Linked DNA regions of Ovis aries: region 1 is linked to region 2. Evidence: chromatin contacts called from public Hi-C data. All regions are on one chromosome and are shown on one strand. Each heading gives the region's core, a stretch centred on a gene start, on an enhancer-like site or on the middle of the called end of the contact. The rest is flanking DNA. Distances are from core to core; before and after follow the strand shown.

What was found. Hi-C and Micro-C count contacts between places; a contact is called where the count stands out from the background.
Region 1: a Hi-C map of liver shows a contact between it and region 2, with 7 times the contacts expected there. The contact joins two enhancer-like sites. A contact is called at or near these places in 6 of 16 Hi-C or Micro-C datasets (liver, mixed tissues, muscle and 1 more).

What each region holds. Positions count from the first base shown.
Region 1 is chr6:97,090,828-97,096,110 of ARS-UI_Ramb_v3.0, forward strand. RASGEF1B (RasGEF domain family member 1B) reads right to left here. Exons shown (of 17, transcript XM_042251549.2): 4 at 3,461-3,544. Among named protein-coding and RNA genes, the nearest start is that of TRNAW-CCA, 22 kb to the right of the region's middle. Within about 2 kb of position 1,629, at least 11 of the 54 cell types and tissues checked have an H3K27ac peak or open chromatin away from gene starts, as enhancers often do. A contact at or near this core is called in liver, where this site is marked.
Region 2 is chr6:96,951,797-96,957,545 of ARS-UI_Ramb_v3.0, forward strand. All of the region lies in intron 4 of RASGEF1B (RasGEF domain family member 1B), which reads right to left. Among named protein-coding and RNA genes, the nearest start is that of TRNAW-CCA, 160 kb to the right of the region's middle. Within about 2 kb of position 2,160, at least 10 of the 54 cell types and tissues checked have an H3K27ac peak or open chromatin away from gene starts, as enhancers often do. A contact at or near this core is called in liver, where this site is marked.

The DNA.
Region 1 (5,283 bases), core at 379-2,878, 140 kb after region 2:
GAAGTAAGTTCATCCGAGTTTTCACAACACGATATTTAGATGATACAAAGGCAGGAAGACAAAGCTACCAAGGCATCCCCAGGAAATCCCAAGACACATATTTTTTTAACATTTGCATTCTTGTTTACATAAATTTACATGCTCCATTCAAAAGGCGCTGACTCCAGTGATGTAAAATAAAACAGAAAACTCTTCTTGATCTGAGAGTGGATATTCACACATTCCAGGCTTGCTTGCTGCCCAGAGTGATGTCAAGGGCTTCTCCCTAGAAAAGAAGGAAGTTTCCCTCCTTTAATTCCTGTCCTCTAATCATAACCACTAATGAGAAGATTTATCATTTAGTGGTAAGACTGGAGTTGGCGCCAAAATATTCCTTATTCTATTATGAGCTCACATTGGAAACCCCTGTTTTCTAACTGATATTTTCTCAACACTTTTCCTCTCCGTTGTAGCAGGAAAACACTGGTCTTTGGTTCAGCTTGGGGCACCCTAATTTGGGTGGTAGAAACTGCCTCTGGGTCCACCTTGAAGCCTTTAACCAACAGAAAGTTTCTTGTCAGTGAGGAAGAGAGTTTGGATTCTGGGCAGATTAAACATAGGTTTTAATTATCCACCCCCAAATGCTGCCTTCCATTGACCTCTATAATTAAAGCTTGACTTTCTTACAATTTGGCATCATTCCCCGCCACATACACCCCCAGGCGGATGGATTAGAGAGCTGATTTTAAAAATGAATTCATTAGAATATTTCACAGAACATGTGTTAAGCTAAAGCCAGAGCTATGGAGAGAAAAGAGAGAAAGTGTATTCTCTGGGAGCAGCTCCTCTCACCCAGGACAGTCCTGGTGTCACTGTACAGATAGACAATTACCTGCTCATTCAGCCCTGTGGGGGAGGGAAACCTGAGGAACATACTGCGAAATATTATCGAACCAAGAATGGTCATGTTGTTTAGTCACTAAATCGTGTCCAACTCTTTACAACTCCATGGACTATAGCCCACCAGGCTCTGCCGTTCATGGGATTTCCCGGGCAAGAATACTGGAGTAGATTGTCATTCCCTTCTCCAGGGGATCATCCTGACCCAGGGATCAAACCCATGTCTCCTGCATCAAGAATCTCCCAGTGGATTCTTTACCAATGAGCCATCTGCAAAACCCAAGAATGGTCATACTACCCTTGACTTCCTTTGGCTCTCTGGCAAGCATTTACCAAAGGCACTCTCCACCATTTCTACATTGCTATTAGCGTTTCTCAATCAGGTCTAGGAAAACGGCAAGTAAACTCAGGACTGGCTATTAGGTTGGTGTGAAATTTAGTCAAAAGAGTCTCTCCAGGGCTTGTGGACTTCTGAACTCAACCTTTGGAATGGCTTCTTTCCATCCCCAAGAAGTGGTGGTCTATTTAGAACCTACATAAATAAAGTCAAAGGAAGCAGGGCTGGAAGGGACCCAGGGAGGGACAAAGCAGTGAAATGGAGCTGCTGCCAACACATTTTGTGATGTTCAGGGAGTGTTTTGTTTGTTTGTTGTTTTAATCTTTGGGCCAAAGGATACTCCTCTTGCTTGGAACTGAAGTCAGCAGAGGGGAAGTGCAGACCTTAGTGAACATGAAGTACAGAAAAGTCAGTCCCAAGAAGCTTGGGTCACTCCCCTGCTACGCATGCAAAACGTCAGCCGCGCTGAGAGCATGGGCAGGAGGCTTCCTGTTCCACTGGGAGTTCGTACTCCAAAGACAGCTGTCTTGGCAGGACTCACCGCCAAGGCAGAATTACCAGGAATTGCTGGGGAAAATAGACTCATTTCCTTTTAAAAACTACAAAAGCTCCAGCTCTGCCCACATATGTAGAAGCTGGAGAGAAAAGACCTACTGAAAGAAGTTTTGTTTGTTTGACACTGACTATGGTTCATCCTAGCGGCTGGATTGTGTGTGGTCTGGAGATGCACCAATAACTGTAGCAAAGGACAGGAAGGTGACTTATCCCAGGTAGATTGGTGCTTCTGTTAAGGTGTGCCTGGCAATTGTCCTTGGCATTCTCGCCAAAGTGTCGAGAATGGTGTCCCTCCCTACATACAACACCCTCCAGCTCTCACTTCTTGAAATAAGCAAATTGAGCATGTGTTTCCTCTACGTTTATCATGTGTATAGTGTTTCATTTATTCATTCATTCAATTCATTTGCATTTGTTGACTACTTGCATATACAGTAAACAAAATAGGTTTAAAAAATCCTTGTTCTCATGAATTTTTATTAAATTAATTCTGATGACAGTTCCGTGAGGCAGGTACCAGTATGAAGACTTCTTTACATTTGATTTGCTCAAAGTCACAGAGCTGGTGACCCTGGGCATCCTGACTCTAGGAACCCACCTCTTAACTATCCAGCTCTATACTCCCTGGTGGGACTGATGGGTGTGATTTCAAGTTCAGGACAAATACTGTAACTTCTCTTCTGGAGTCAAAGTTTTTCATTCTACAAGATAGTTTAAATAACAAATATGTTTGGAAGAAGCAGAGTGGCGGTTGGATTTCACAATAAGATGTTGAAGAGAATCAGATTTTGCCACCCCTAAATATGCCACTTTTGCATAAAGATTACTCTGAGTCAAAGGCAATTGAGAAATAGCAGGTGTAGGCCAAGCTCTCTGACTTCTCTTTCTGTCTGAAAGTAGTACATAAACTTTCCTTTGTAAAAGTAACATAAATTTGTAACGGTATCTTGCTTTTCCATACCAGGAAGAAGATGACTTTTAATCGCTAGAAAAGACTCTTAGTAGTAGAAAAGGCACCAACTTGAGTTCGTATAACACACCTTACCAAGTAACTCTTAATTTTTCATTAATTTCCCCCATATATTAACCAGCTCACAATTTGTAGCCCAGGGAAGCCCCAAACCTTTCACCTTTCTCTTGTCACTTTTCCAATATCACTCTTTGTTAAAATGTTATACAAGTCTCAAATACAGTTGCTTCTCTGGGTCTTCACTTCTTTTCTATGAAGGCCTCTTTATTCACAGTAATAAATCTTTTCTCTACCTGTCTTTTTTATTTTCTCGGTTTAATTTGCATTACCCCAGGCACTAAGCTAAAAGAGATGAGGAAAAAGGTTTCCCTTCCCCTACAATGTAGATGACTAAAAGCCACCTCTTTCTTTCTAATATGTTCCGATCGGCAAGGGAAGGTGAGACAAAGAGCTGAGAAAGCGGGACACTGAAGGGAGCTGGGGAGGACAGCATCGAGATCCACGTGAAGACCTGGGAATCTCAGATCAACATCACTTAGCTCAACATCTTGCCAAGGAGCAATGCCACTAGGGCGAACCAAAGAGTTCAAAATCTGGATTTTTATCAGCCACTTTTATGAGATCAGTTTGATTATATCACCCAAATAGCTCAAGACAAAAGAAAGAACAGCCAACAGACTCAAATTAAACCGTTCAGCAAGAAATGAATTCATTCTTACTTTGCCAACTGGCTTCTCAAGCAGAGGGCTTGCAAAGCAGATGGGAGTTATGCCGCTGTACATCGAAGGTTTCCATTGCTGTTCCTATGAGGAAGGAAACAGAGAGAGGTTTCAGGGACTTGGCTGGCTCTCCTACTGCGTGAAGCCGTTGTCCTGCTTCTCACAACAGTGCCTCAAGCACTTACCCGTAACAGTTGTCACTTGAAATACCCGAGGCAGCATTTTTACACAGGCACCTTCAGCTCGCAGTCAGTGCAAACTCATTTAACCTTATGCAGGGTACATTACAAGACCTCTTATGACATTCTGAAGGAATATCGACAGAAGCGCAGAATATTTTCAGGCTAATCTGCTAAGGTATCTTGCAGAACATAGAGTAGACTATGTGAATCTTTTGTTGTTGTTGTTAAAAAAATAACACTACAAGTATCTCATCTTGTTGCATAAAAACACTGATCACAGCTCAAATTCTGGTTTTCAAACCTCTGATTCTATATGGAGTACTGTCCAAAATTCTCTACCTGCCTTTTAGAACACTCCAAAATGTGGCTCTTTTTCCCTTTTTTGCTTTAGTTCCAACTCTCTCCTATAATTTACCTAAACCTCAAGCTACATTTGGCCAATTGTGTTTTTCTTCAGTAGATTCCAGTCTATGCCTTTGTTTATACTGCTCCTAGTTTCTGAAAGATCCTTTCTTCACTGTCTGTCTATGATTTCCCACCTGTCCTAAAAAGCACAGCTCAGATTCCCTAAGAAGCATTTTGCTATATTCCTCCACTCTGGCTAGAATCAAAATAAACTTCTCCCAATCACAGGATTCACATCCTATTATTAGGGTACTTGTCATTATCTGCTGGGAAGTGACTTACTGAAGACAGGACCCCTGCTTTTGTTATCTTTGTATCCTTTATAATCTAAGGCAGGTCTTATGTGTAGCTCTAATCTGAATGTTTGTGTCCCCCCCAGAATTCATATGTTGAAATCCTAAAGCCCTTAAGGGCTTCCCTGTTGGTCCAGGGGTTGGGACCTCACCTTCTAATGAAGGGTGTTAGTTTGATCCCCAGTCAGGGAGCTGAGGTCCTGTATGCCTTGCAGGCAATAAAAACAAAACATAAAAAGCAGAGATGATACTGCAACAAATGCAGTGGAGACTTTAAGGACGGTTCACATTAAAAAAAAAAACAAAAAACCTTAAGAAACTCCTAAGCCCCCAATGGTGAAGGGATTAGGAGGTGGGGGCTTTAGACAGTGATTTGGGAAATGATTGGGATTAATGTCTTTGTAAAAGACATCCCAGGGTGCTGGCTGGCCTCTTTCCCATGTGACGATACAAGGACAAGTCTGTGCCCTGGAAGAAGACCCTCACTCAACTGTGCTGACTTCGAGTCACCAGAAATCTGAGAAATAAATGTCTGCTGCTTATAAGCTCCCAATCTGTGGCATTTTGTTAGAGCAGCCTGAACAGACTAAGACATAGATATAGGTGCTTTCCATGACAGTACTCTTGCCTTTTGTCAGCTGAATCTTTTCTTTACGTAGAAACATCCCAGCCGATCCAGCTCTCTCTGGCCCTCGGCTCTCATTCTCACTAAGCACATTTTTCAGTCTCATTAGAGGAAATATCAAGATACTTGTTATTGAAAGATAAAAAATCTTAACCGTAGGTACCAACAACCCCATAAAATAAAAATGACCTTTAAAACTGAATCAAGCAAGTATTGACCCATCCCGCCTCCTACTGTCCATTAATTGGCCATGTTTCTTGAGCGAAAGAAAGATTTTTTTCAGTGGTCTTAGCAAAGGAATGGAGTACAACCCTCTGG
Region 2 (5,749 bases), core at 910-3,409:
ATTATCCACATCAGGAACTGTTTATTTAGCATTGCTCAAACTTGATGTCCAAGACTTTAGTTCAACCTGCTACATTTCTAGAATTAAATAGGGAGGCTCAGAAGATTAAATATTGGCTTGGTTTTTGTTTAAGAAAACAAATTCACAGAATGTCCAAGTACTGGACATGAGAATCCAAAGAAGCATTTAGCCCCGGGAGCTATTAATTCCAGGAATCCTTTGCTAACATTACCCCAGTGGACGGAAGACTGAGTTTAAGGTAGTTCCTACCCACAGCTTCCATTTATTTTCTTTAATCTCAGTGAAGCTCTGGCTTCTTATCTGCAGCAAACCTTCTCTTTACAGTTCTCACAATTACTATGTTCTGTCTGTGGGGTTTTGTAAACTCTCAATTTACTTACCTTCTCTATCCTTTCCAGCATAATCTCAACACTACCTTCTCCATCCTCCTTTAGCACATCCTCCACCAAGTTCTCCATCCTTCTTTAGTACAAATTTTGCCCAACCCAGTGTACCTGCTGTGGGGACCAGCTAGCAAAAATTCTGGTTTAGGAGAAAGTCACTTTTTTCCAAAACTGAAATAAGTGACAGCATTAAGTGCTGTGCTGTGCTCGGTCTTGTCCAACTCTTTGAGATCCTATGGACTGCTGCCCGCAGGCTCCTCTGTCCATGGGATTCTCCACACAAGAATACTGGACCGGATTGCCATTTCCTCCCCCAGGCGATTAAGCAGAGTCCTTAATTTGCTGGTTAAGTCAAACTTCAAAGCAGTTAACTCCTTTGGAAAAAGTGAGATTTATGTGAGATGCTTGAAAAAGCTGTTGACTCTATTCAAATTACTACCAGGAAGATAAGGCTTAAGAGACAGGTTAACCTCACAAACAGTTCTCACCTTGCAAAGTTTCATTTGTAACCCAGTTGCTGGAAACTCAGAATATATTCTATTTGGCCAGTGGCTCTAGCTCTTTAGGGAGATCACAAACTTCTCTGCAAGAAATCAACCAACAAATGTGTATATACTTTTAGAGAGTTCAGATCTCAGATTAGGAAGTATGTGTGCTGGCCTGTACAGAACTTGGATCGTATTTATTACCCACTTCCTCAAAGAAGGAGAATATGGTGGTTCTGAAGAGAACCTTGGTGTAACACATTCAAAACTGGCTCCTTAGAAAGCAATATTTTTTTTTTTTCCTGGTAGTACTGATCCAATGGAGTTAAAGAGAATGAAAAAGACACTTCTTTTTTGGGGGGGCAGAGATAATTAAATAGGCCTCCCCGCCTCCCACACCCTCCACAAACTGAGGACTTTGGAATGGAGAGAAGGCAATGAGACAATGGGAAATGAATTTGGTTTTTAAAACAATGACCCAGGATAAAAGAAAGCTTTGAGTCGCCAGAATTAGCATACAGATTACAGGTTCTTCTGGGAAACTTCCGAAGGGGAAGTAAGCGATACCCAATCCAGGTATACAAGATGAATGCTCTTTCTTAAAATGAATTTGGGAACCTGGAAAGTTGGTTGACAGACAAGATATCTCACAGGAGCAGCTAATTCAGTCACAAAGATATATCATGTTCTTTCAAGGACCCTGCCAGAGTTCAGCGTGACATTGATCCAGCAGCAAGGAAGCAGGCTCTGGGTGATTTAAGGGATGAATGGATTTGAAAGGCATGCCTAATGGTTTCAAACCAACTAAGGCACCAGATGAAAAGCAGACTGTGCTTGAATCAGCGACTGCTTTTGCACAAGGTTATTTATGGGGAGGCAGGTGCATGAGGCTAAGGTGGTTTCAGGTGACAATGCAAATTGGAAAAGAGGGCCAGGAAAAGATGGGTGTGGGAACTAAATCAAAGGCCATCCTTCAACATCTGCTTTAGGTGTTTTGTAAATCTCTACCAAGATGTCAAGTCAGCATTTCATTTACACCCAGGAGAATGAGATTGCAAAGGGTAGGAGTGTAAGAAAAAAAAGAGGTGTATTTCTCCCTATTTCATCATAGAGCGCCTTGGTGAGATATTTAATAAACCCAATGCCTTTATATTGATTACTATCTTTTTGCTTCTGTTCAAAAATGCTGGGCATGTGTCCCAGTGAGGTAGAGGATAGCCACTCTATCACAGTTGAACTTCGAAACCATATTTGCTTAGTAAGGAGAGGCTTAATTTAAGATCCGGGAATGACTGGTTCCCAAATTCCCATCTAGATTCCAGAGGAACTTTGCCCTTTGGTGAGAGGCCACCACTTCCCTTTCTCACTTGAGGTTCCAGAGATGGGAATGAAAAAAGAGTTCACATATTTCAGCTTGACTCCAGCTGGGATCTCAAGTACTTTTGTCCTCCTTCAGGCACTGTGGAATCTCAGAAGACAACAGTCAACAGTAGGCTCAGAGAGTGTTTCTCTAATTATGGATCTGAGTTGGAAGAAAGTAAAATCAAGTTTCCAACACAATCTAAAACATGCTTATTTTGAGCTTGAAAACATCTCAAAGATGATCTTCTCATTTCTCCCTAGCAGCATCTCTAGATGCTAGTAAAGCTACACCTTTGTTAACCTCCTTGAAAAAAGAGGTATTGTGTTGAGATTACAAACAATGCAGAGCAGACAAGTAAGAATGGACTCACCTCTTTGGCGTGAGAACAAAAAGTAAGTAACTCCCAGATAAGTACATTCTTTGGAACTGAGCCCCAGATGCTTAGGAGATCTCACAGTCAAGGGGAAATAATCAGTATTTCTGAGGAAAGAAGGTCCTATTTCTCTCTATAAGCATGAAATAGGGATATTTCCTGATTTGTTACAGGTTTCCATATAAAAAAATGAATTTGCATTTTGCTTCATTTCCCCTAGATGCTACTTTAAAAAAAAAAAAAAACTAATTCCTAATCAACGAAGGAAAAGAATTCTGACTCAAATAATTACTATCTTTGGTTTCCCTGGAAGAAAAACAAAGCTAAAGTTTGTCATCTTTTGACTTGGGAATATCTTGTCAGCAGTTTATCAAGACACAAAATAACAATTCAGTACATGGAAACTATAAATAGGCCTGGAGGATCATTTAAAACCTTTCTTTGAGATAAATCTTTACTATTTTTTTTTTTTTTGTAGGAAATGATCCCCATGCATATTCTTCCTACAGTTTTTCATCTACAACTTCCATGCAGTTCCTGGCCTTAACAGTAGATGGCTCCACGTTCCTTGTCGTTGAAAGGGCTGGTGCATTCTAGCAGAAACAGTAGGTGCTGGTTTAGAAAAGTAAAAGGACAATTGGGAGTTCTGGGGGAAATTTTTTGAGAAATTGGCATGTGTGATTGTGGCAAATTACTGAACTTTGGAAGGTGGCATTGCTCATGAAATACAGTTGCAAACATACAAAGCCAGTCGGTCTTATTTCCTTACGTCTTGGGTGCTGTTTATGATGAGAATTAATTGTCATTTTCCCAGAGGAATAAAAATGATCTTCTGGATAATCAAAATCATCATCATCTAATTAAGGGCTGTCAAAAAGAGCTTGCTGAGATATTTGAAACTTTCTTTTTCTGGCCAATACATCAGCCACTTACACACATAGCTATTGAGCACTTAAAACATGACTCGTGCAATTTTTTTTGTTTTGTTTAATTTAGTTAAACTTAAGTTCATATATCCCCATGTGGCTAGTTACTGAACAGCACTGGCTACCATATTGCACAGCACAGAGATAAGTAGTGGAATCATCATTTACACATGATAGATTTCAAGTCAAATTACAGAATATCAAATGGGGAAGCAACCTTAACTAAAAGGGTTTATGTTTCTACACCCAATTTACCTCAGTAGGAAAATAACCTGATACTTAGGACATTTAGTAAACAAGTATAATTTTCTATCAACATGGTTACTGGGATAATACTATTTTTTTGACTGCAAGTTCTTGAAAAATTACCCTTATCTGCCACCCCTCCTCCATTCTTCCCTTTTAGATAAACAGAAGGATATTAGTGGTCTATAAAGTGCTTTCCTTTCTTACAAGACTAACTTGTGCTTTCTCTGTGTTACAGTAATTTTCATACCAGAGTTTCCTAATAAAATATGAATCAACTGAATGACTTCTAGACATAGACATACCTCGAAACAAAGTAATATACAGACCATATAAAGTAATATACAGACTTGTCAAAAGATTGATTTTAAGATGATCGGTTTTAATAGTAACACTAAATTAAAAGGTCAAAAAATTTTCCTCATTCAGCCTTCTTGAAAACTAGCATTTTTAAAAACACTTGTAGGAGAAAAACAAAAGGCAGTTCAGGCAAACAGTAAATCTTTACATAATTTTCATCAATAAGAAATTTCACTCTCCTGTCTTCATTTTTGTGTACCCAGAAAGTAGCTGAACATCTAACCACAGATCATTACTTCAGCCTTCATTCTTCCACAGCCAATAAATGGTACAAATGAATGAAGTGATAGTATAGCAAAATAAGTCAGCTAACACAGAGCTAAAAGAGACTCATAAATCATCTAGTGTGACAACTCATCAATTTCACAGATGTTGCAGGCATAGGGAGAGAAGGAGTGACTTGTTAGGGCTCCATACTGATTAGACCCCTCCTCTCTATTTCCAAGGCAGAAATCTGCCTATAGCACTTGGCTACATCTGTCATTCTAGGATGAGAGGGTTGCACAAATCTAATTTTTATAAATTTAACTGCAAACCCCAAAGTACAACTGAAGGGGAGGTAACATCTGAATTCAACCACCAAAGACAAAAACCTCATCAATCTTAAGTATTTTCAATATTATAATTCGTCTCCTTACAACCACACAAAATGTTGGCTTTTCCATTTATTATCTGTGGCATCAGAATCAAGATTCTAAGTCCCTGCTTCAGAGATGCCAGATTCTTCTCCCAAGGAAGGGAGGATACATTTCCTCATCTCTTGTTCAAGCAGATATTCTCTCTGGGGTCATCCGAATTCTCCTCCAAAGTCCAATTGTTCCAGGCCACCTCTGGAGATTGATGAAGTTGAACCCATCTTTTCCTCTGCCATATTAGGTACCTTACCAACATAGACCATCACCTAGCTTTGCCCTTTCAATTTTCTTAACCATTTCTTTTTTCTCCTAGAGAGGTGTTATTCAATTGATATGTTTTTGTCTATTGTAGCTTATTAGCTAGTAGCTATTTTTAGACTGTAAGAATGCAGTGTTAGTAATAAGCATGAATTATGGTAAATAATATTTAAATATTTAATATATGGATAAGAATAAATTAAATTTTAAAAAATAAATACAAATGGTTTATGATTTTCTACTCCAAAAGTCAGTAGGATCTCAAACATCAGATTAAGTGTCTAGTGGAGCATATAAAATAGAGCAAGACTGAAAGTGCACCAAGGGTGACATAAATTCTAAGACTTTAATAGTCCATTAGACCACTGGAAAGTACTAGGCTTAGTAGCCAGAAATGTTGCCACCTCTAGGAAAACAAAGGATTGACCAACATGTAGAAGGATGCCAACAAGAAACTTGCTAATCAGTAGCTGATCTTCTCCACTTTTTGCCTGACAGGTGTAACAGAGCATCAGCTGTGAACCCTGATTTCTGTCAAAAATGCCCCAGGTCCTCCCTGGCCCAACCCCCTCCTCCCTCCCCCCCAAATAAAATAACCATTAATAATAGGATCCAACAAGCTGCCACACTTTTTAATCTGTTACGAAAATCTCAACAGCCTAGCATTTATATTTTTATATCCTTTTAGAAGTCACTTCT